2 separate regions of the Pan troglodytes genome follow, and region 1 is linked to region 2. The links are chromatin contacts, called in public HiChIP or PLAC-seq maps. All regions are on one chromosome and are shown on one strand. Each heading gives the region's core, a stretch centred on a gene start, on an enhancer-like site or on the middle of the called end of the contact. The rest is flanking DNA. Distances are from core to core; before and after follow the strand shown.

Region 1 (3,086 bases), core at 530-3,029, 130 kb before region 2:
ACTTGCAGTCAGGAGTTTGAGACCAGCCTGACCAACAGGGGTTGAAACCCCGTCTCCACTAAAAATACAAAAATTAGTCAGGCATCGTGGTACGCGCCTGTAATCCCAGCTACTCGGGAGGCTGAGGCAGGAGAATTGCTTGAACCTGGGAGGTGGAGGTTGCAGTGAGCCGAGATCGCGCCACTGCACTCCAGCCTGGGTGACAAGAGCTAGACTCCGTCTCAAAAAAAAAAAAAAAACTGTGTTAGATAATGATAAATGTTTTGGATAAAAATGAAAGTGGGATTGAAAGCATGGGTGTGTGTGTGTGTGTGTGTGCACATGCCATGCGTGCAAGCAGTGTAAAATAGAGTGCTTAGGGAAGACTGGACTGAGAAGGTGACACTTAAGTCAAAGTCTGAAGGAGGTGAGGAAGTGAGCCATGTGGATATCCACATGATTCTATGGAGCACAAAAGGAGACAGACTCTCTGCTTGAAACATTTCTACAACCTATAGCAGCAAATATATGGTAATATTTGTGACCACATTCTGTAAGCTATAATGGTCTATAAATATAGGATGTTTTCAGTCAACTACACATAAAACTATTAACAAGAACAAGATCATATATCAGCATTATGAATGTATATAAAACTACCCAGTACAATTAGGGAATATGATCATGTACAATTTAAGGACTATATGGTACCAGAAAAACTGTGGTTAGTTTTCTCCCCCCCAAAGGCGAAAGAGGAAAACCCTTGAGGCTTCTGCTTGGAAGCCCACTTGTTGTTTGTGGTAAGGTAGGATATAATCAGTATTTGTGGGTATAAAAATTATATTCTCTGGGAAGCCAGATGATGTTAGAGAGAAACCATCCCATGAGTTATTTGCATGTTGATGGGGCCAAAAGCTTCCAGAACAAAGTTTTCTTTCTTAATCTGCATTTAACTGCCTCAGAAGGTCTGGAACCTAGGAATAAATGTTGGCTTAAACAACAACAACAACAAATTGTACTGCTTGCGTTCCATCTAGACCCAGGGATTCCAGAGTAACTCAGGAGGAAGTCTTTAGAGACCTAACCTGAGTTAAGAAAAAAATATATATATATATATATTATATATATATATTTTTTTTTTCGGTAAAACCAGGTTATGGCTGGGCAATCGGTCTCTTAATAGAATCTTTGTGAACTTCCTTAGGTCGCAGCGATCGTTGCCAGGTTGTGCGTTCACACTGATTATCTTGCTAAAAAGCACTCCCTGCACTTGGAACACACATATTCACATCCCAGCAAAGAAGGAAGGCCTAGATGCTGTTGCTTGTCTGCTGGGGCAAAAAGGGGCGTGCCATGTGCCCAACGCTGGCCAAGCACCAGTCACTCACTCATCCATTTATTCAACAAATATCTTATTATGCTCCTATTCAGTGCCCAGTAGGGGTGCCTCCTTGCCCACCAGGGTCATCTAGAGCTCCTGTGGGTGCGGTGGGCGGAGTCGAGAACTTCAGATTCCCAGGCCTGGCTCTTCCCTCCAGCAGGGCTCGGAGACAAAGAGATGCGCCCCTGCAGCTCCCTCGGTTGAGGGCTCCGCCCGCGGCCCCAGGGGCTTAGGTGCGGCTGCTCCTCCACTTCCCAGCCCGAGGGGGCGCTGCAGCGCCCGGCGCTCGGCCCGCCCCTACGCCGCGCTCCGCTCGCATCGGCGCTGCGGGCGGCGCCGCGGTGATACGTTCCCCCTCGCCGCGCTCCCCCTCCTCCTCTGCCCTCCCCGCCGGTGGTAGGTGCCGGAAGTGCCGCCATTTTGGGGTGTTCTGCTCTGGCGGCAGCGGCAGCGGCGGCGGGACGCGGAGGCTCCCCCGGGATTCGGCCTCAGCAGCGAGGCGGCGGCGGCGGCTGCGGAGGCGCAGGCAGCAGCTGAGGCAGCGGCGGGCTCAGGTGCAGCCGCTGGTGAGTGCTGCGGCCGCAGGATAACGGGCCGCGGGAGGGAGGGAGGGGAAAAAAGGCAAGAGGGAGGCGCCGCGGGGCGGGTCCGGTTAGGGAGGCCGCGGGTCCCAGGGCCCTTCGGGCGCGGCCTCTCCTCGTTCCCTGCGTCCTGGGGTAGGGCTGCGATCTCCTCCTGCATGTCGGGGTCCCCGGCTCCCCGGGTCCTGTCGCGTTTGCCCAGCGCGTGCCCCCGCGCCCAGGGAGACCCGCCCTCCTCGTGGCTTTGCTTCCTCTCCCCGCGCCCTTTACCTTCACTCTCTAGGCTCAGAGGCCTCGTGCCCTGCCCAGGGCCAGCTCCGTTTTCCTCCTCTTTCTGTCTGCCGTGCTGGACCCAGGCTACCTGCCCGGGACACCCCATCTCTGCCCCTGTCGCCTCAGGTGTTCTTAGTGTCCACTCCTGTGGGTGCCGAAGGGTCCGCGCCCCTAGAAGGCAGCGCTTTTCCCGAGCCTCGAGAGCCCCTCGTTCCTCGCCCCAGATCCGCTACGGCCTTGGCTCGCCCTCCCCCCACATCAGGTGCTCACCCAGTCGTGGCCTAGTAGCTGGGCAGGAATCTCGCACCCGGGAGCGGGAGGAGCACATTAAAGTGCTTTCTTCGCTAGGGACCAGGCTTTGATTTTAAAGCCAGTGGTGTCTTGGTTGTGGTCCTCCGGGCAGGATGTTGTTGTAATTCTTGGAGACCATTACACATGCACCAAGGAGCTTCTCATTGGTTTAGGCTCATACCCATAGTTGAGGGGAATGTGGTGAGATTTTGACTGGAATCTGTTTCCGCAAAATGGAATCTCTTTCTCGCCAGGAGAGAGCTGTAGGTTTATTACCTTCGAGTAAAAAGGCTGTATAACAGTTTTAAAGAGCATGAAACGCTTTATAATGTGTGCAGTGTAAGAGGTTACAAATAATGAATCTTTTACAAGAACTTCATCCTTTTTTTTTTTTTTTTTTAAGACGGAGTTTCGCTCTTGTTGCTTAGGCTGGAGTGCAGTGGCGCTATCTCGGCTCACTGCAACCTCCCCAGGTTCAAGCAATTCTCCTGCCTCAGCCTCCCAAGTAGCTGGGATTACAGGCATGTGCCACCACGCCTGGCTAATTTTCGTATTTTTACTATAGACGGGGTTTCACCATG
Region 2 (3,202 bases), core at 15-2,514:
TGAGACCAGCCTGGTCAACATGGTGAAACCTTGTCTCTATTAAAAATACAAAAATTAGTTGGGCGTGGTGGTGGGTGCCTGTAATCCCAGCTACTTGAGAGGCTGAGGCAGGAGAATCCATTGAACCCGGGAGGCGGAGGTTGCGGTAGGGAGAGATCGCGCCACTGCATTCCAGCCTGGGCGACAGAGCGAGACTCCGTCTCAAAAAACAAAAAACAAGCAAACAAACAAACAAAAAGGCAACGATTGCACAGATTTTCATCAGGTTAACAGAGTGTTTGTGATGGTTTGACTTGAAATATAAGCTATGTTGCTTACATGAAGTTCCCTTTAAAGGGGCTCCAGGGCTCACCTCAAAAGATAAGGAGAGATCATTTAAAATAGCCGACAAGGGTACAACGAATGAGTCTCCCATGATCCGGAGACCCGCTCTGCTCACTGAGATTACTAACCATGGGCAGAGAAAACAAACAATTGCAGATACGAGACATAATTTTTTTTGAGACGGAGTCTCGCTCTGTCGCCCAGGCTGGAGTGCAGTGGCGCGATCACGGCTCACTGCAAGCTCCGCCTCCGAGGTTCATGCCATTCTCCTGGCTCAGCCCGGAGTAGCTGGGACTACGGGCGCCCGCCACCACGCCCGGCTAATTTTTTGTATTTTTAGTAGAGACGGGGTTTCACCGTGTTAGCCAGGATGGTCTCGATCTCCTGACCTCGTGATCCGCCCGCCTCGGCCTCCCAAAGTGCTGGGATTACAGGCGTGAGCCACCGCGCCCGGCCCGAGTCATAATGTTTTTAATCGTAGAGGCTGATGGTCAATTGAGTTCTTCCCACGTGGACAATTCCGTGAAGCCTGCTCTGACGTTAGGAGCAGCAGCGATTTCTCTTTAAAGCTGGTTAATGATTCCCTCCCGTAACTCCGGGTGGCCAGCTTGTACTTAAATAATTGTAAAAATGCGGACTGAGGTGGCATGCCTTTTTGGCCCTTTGCACACGGCTGGCCTATGTCGTTTATTAATTGGGAGGCAGTGTCATTGTGTAAATCCCCTTATTCCTAGCGGGGTCACAGTCTGAGTTTGAACGCGCCCCTCCGCAAGCATCTGTCACCGGCCAGATTAAAGACTACATTTCCCAAAGGCCCTCGCGGATCCCACCGTTCTCCCTCCCTTTCCGGTTTTACACCTAGGCCCCGCCCCCAACGCGCGTGTCGGCCAATAGCGGCCCCACCTCTCGCGCCCGGCAAAAATAGGACGCGGGCGGGAACGTTTCGGGGGCCGCGGGGGCGGGGCCTGTGGCCAGGGGTTGGTCTTTGGAATCGGAGAGGCAGATTCGCTGCTCCGCAGCACGGCCGGAGCTGGTCCGGTCAAGAGTCGGGATTTGTGGGGAGAGGTTTTCCACTGGTCAAGAGAAGGCTTTAAGAAAGACGGTATTAATCTCCCGTTGCGGCTCCCGCCTGGTCCCATCTTCTGCCCGCTCCTCCAGGAAATGAATCTGCTGCCGAATCTTGAGAGTCCAGTGACTCGGCAGGAGAAGATGGCGACCGTGTGGGATGAGGCCGAGGTGGGCACCGGGCGAGCTGGCGGTCCGGGAACCGGGGCCCGCAGGGAGACGCCATTGACAAGAGGGAAGGAGGTGGCTGGGGGTCAAGGTCTGGCCCGATCCCGGGGACGGGGTTGTTTGGGATGTGGGCAGGGGTCCTGACTCCATCCTGGTTTTATGGGCGTGGAAACTGAGGCTGTGAGTGGGTTCGGAGAACGAGGGATGCTTGTTCTGAGTAAAAGTAAATATATAAATAAACAAATAATTTTTTACAGCAAGATGGAATTGGGGAGGAGGTGCTCAAGATGTCCACGGAGGAGATCATCCAGCGCACACGGCTGCTGGACAGTGAGATCAAGGTGGGCGCACAGCTCCTGTGCGGGCGATGGGGCCCCCTACAGGACAGGCCCCAGCGATCCGAGTCGCCTCTCCTACTTCCTTCTCGGGCACCCTGGGGGAGACATGGGGCTCGGGCTTCCCCCTCGTATCAGGAAGAGAGGAAAGAAAACTAAGCCTTAAAAGGGACAAGAAGACAGGTAGGGGATGGTGGGAGACCTGGGCTGAGATGAGAGGTTATCAGATTGCCTTTCCCAGTGAGAACTGGGAATAATCCTCTCAAGAATCCTTCTTTTAGTAAAATGCCTATTTTACAGATGAGGAGACAGGCCCAGAGAGGTTTGTACTGCGATAAAGCACCCAGTTCTTACTACGAGGCAGAACCTAAAACCTATATTTGCCTCTCTCGGAGGCCTGCTTTTATTCCAATACTACCACTATTTCACCAGGAGGTTTCCAAACTGGCCTCCTCTTTTGACTTCTGCAGGATGTGGACACAGTCAGACTCTGCCTTCAGAGAGCCTCAGAGCTGGATGAATGGATGCGGGAGGGTCCCCTGGGCACCCTGGACCTCACTAGTTACAGGGCTCTAGCATAAGCTGTGCCAGGGTTTATATTTGCTTCTCCTCCCCTCCTGATCTCAGATCATGAAGAGTGAAGTGTTGAGAGTCACCCATGAGCTCCAAGCCATGAAGGACAAGATAAAAGAGAACAGTGAGAAAATCAAAGTGAACAAGACCCTGCCGTACCTTGTCTCCAACGTCATCGAGGTGTGTGTGTATGTGGAGGGGAAGAGAGGGAGTCAGCAGGGATTGGGGACAGCCTGGGGTGGGGCCACTAGGGAAAGAGTGGGTGGAGGTATTGAGGCCAAACTGCATGTCAGGGCTACACCTCCTGAGGCACTTTCATGGGGAAGACAGGGGCCTGCAAAGGCCTGGGAGGTCTCACGTGTCTCCTTTTCTGTTGGTTATGTCTCCTCCGGGGTAGATGAGCCCTGTGCAGAGGAGCAGCACCTACACAGAGATCAATCGCTGGGCTTAGCAGGGGCACCACGTTTGGTGGGCTCAGGGCTATTGGAGGAGGGAGGTAGGGATGGCCAGCCCTGCAGGTATTAGGAACTGTCTTAGGAAGCACTGGGCCTTGGGGAGTTCAAGGAGCTGAGTATTTTTTCCTTCCCAGCTCCTGGATGTTGATCCTAATGACCAAGAGGAGGATGGTGCCAATATTGACCTGGACTCCCAGAGGAAGGGCAAGTGTGCTGTGATCAAAACCTCTACACGACAGGTGAGCGTGGCTCAGCAATGAGACTGGAGGAGGGTGAGGAGCG

Evidence for each region. HiChIP or PLAC-seq counts read pairs in DNA pulled down with a chosen protein or histone mark.
Region 1: a contact with region 2 is called in an H3K4me3 HiChIP or PLAC-seq map of stem cell-derived excitatory neurons, with 7 times the contacts expected there. The contact joins the promoter of CELF1 here to the promoter of PSMC3 in region 2. A contact is called at or near these places in 1 of 7 Hi-C or Micro-C datasets (stem cell-derived neural progenitor cells) and 1 of 1 datasets of contacts at active chromatin or transcription factors (stem cell-derived excitatory neurons).

The regions. Positions count from the first base shown.
Region 1 is chr9:51,568,804-51,571,889 of NHGRI_mPanTro3-v2.0_pri, reverse strand. CELF1 (CUGBP Elav-like family member 1) reads left to right here and starts at 1,779. Exons shown (of 14, transcript NM_001280200.1): 1 at 1,779-1,926.
Region 2 is chr9:51,440,596-51,443,797 of NHGRI_mPanTro3-v2.0_pri, reverse strand. It overlaps PSMC3 (proteasome 26S subunit, ATPase 3), which reads left to right and starts at 1,264. Exons shown (of 12, transcript XM_508413.8): 1 at 1,264-1,560; 2 at 1,815-1,898; 3 at 2,520-2,645; 4 at 3,055-3,159. The coding sequence starts at 1,486.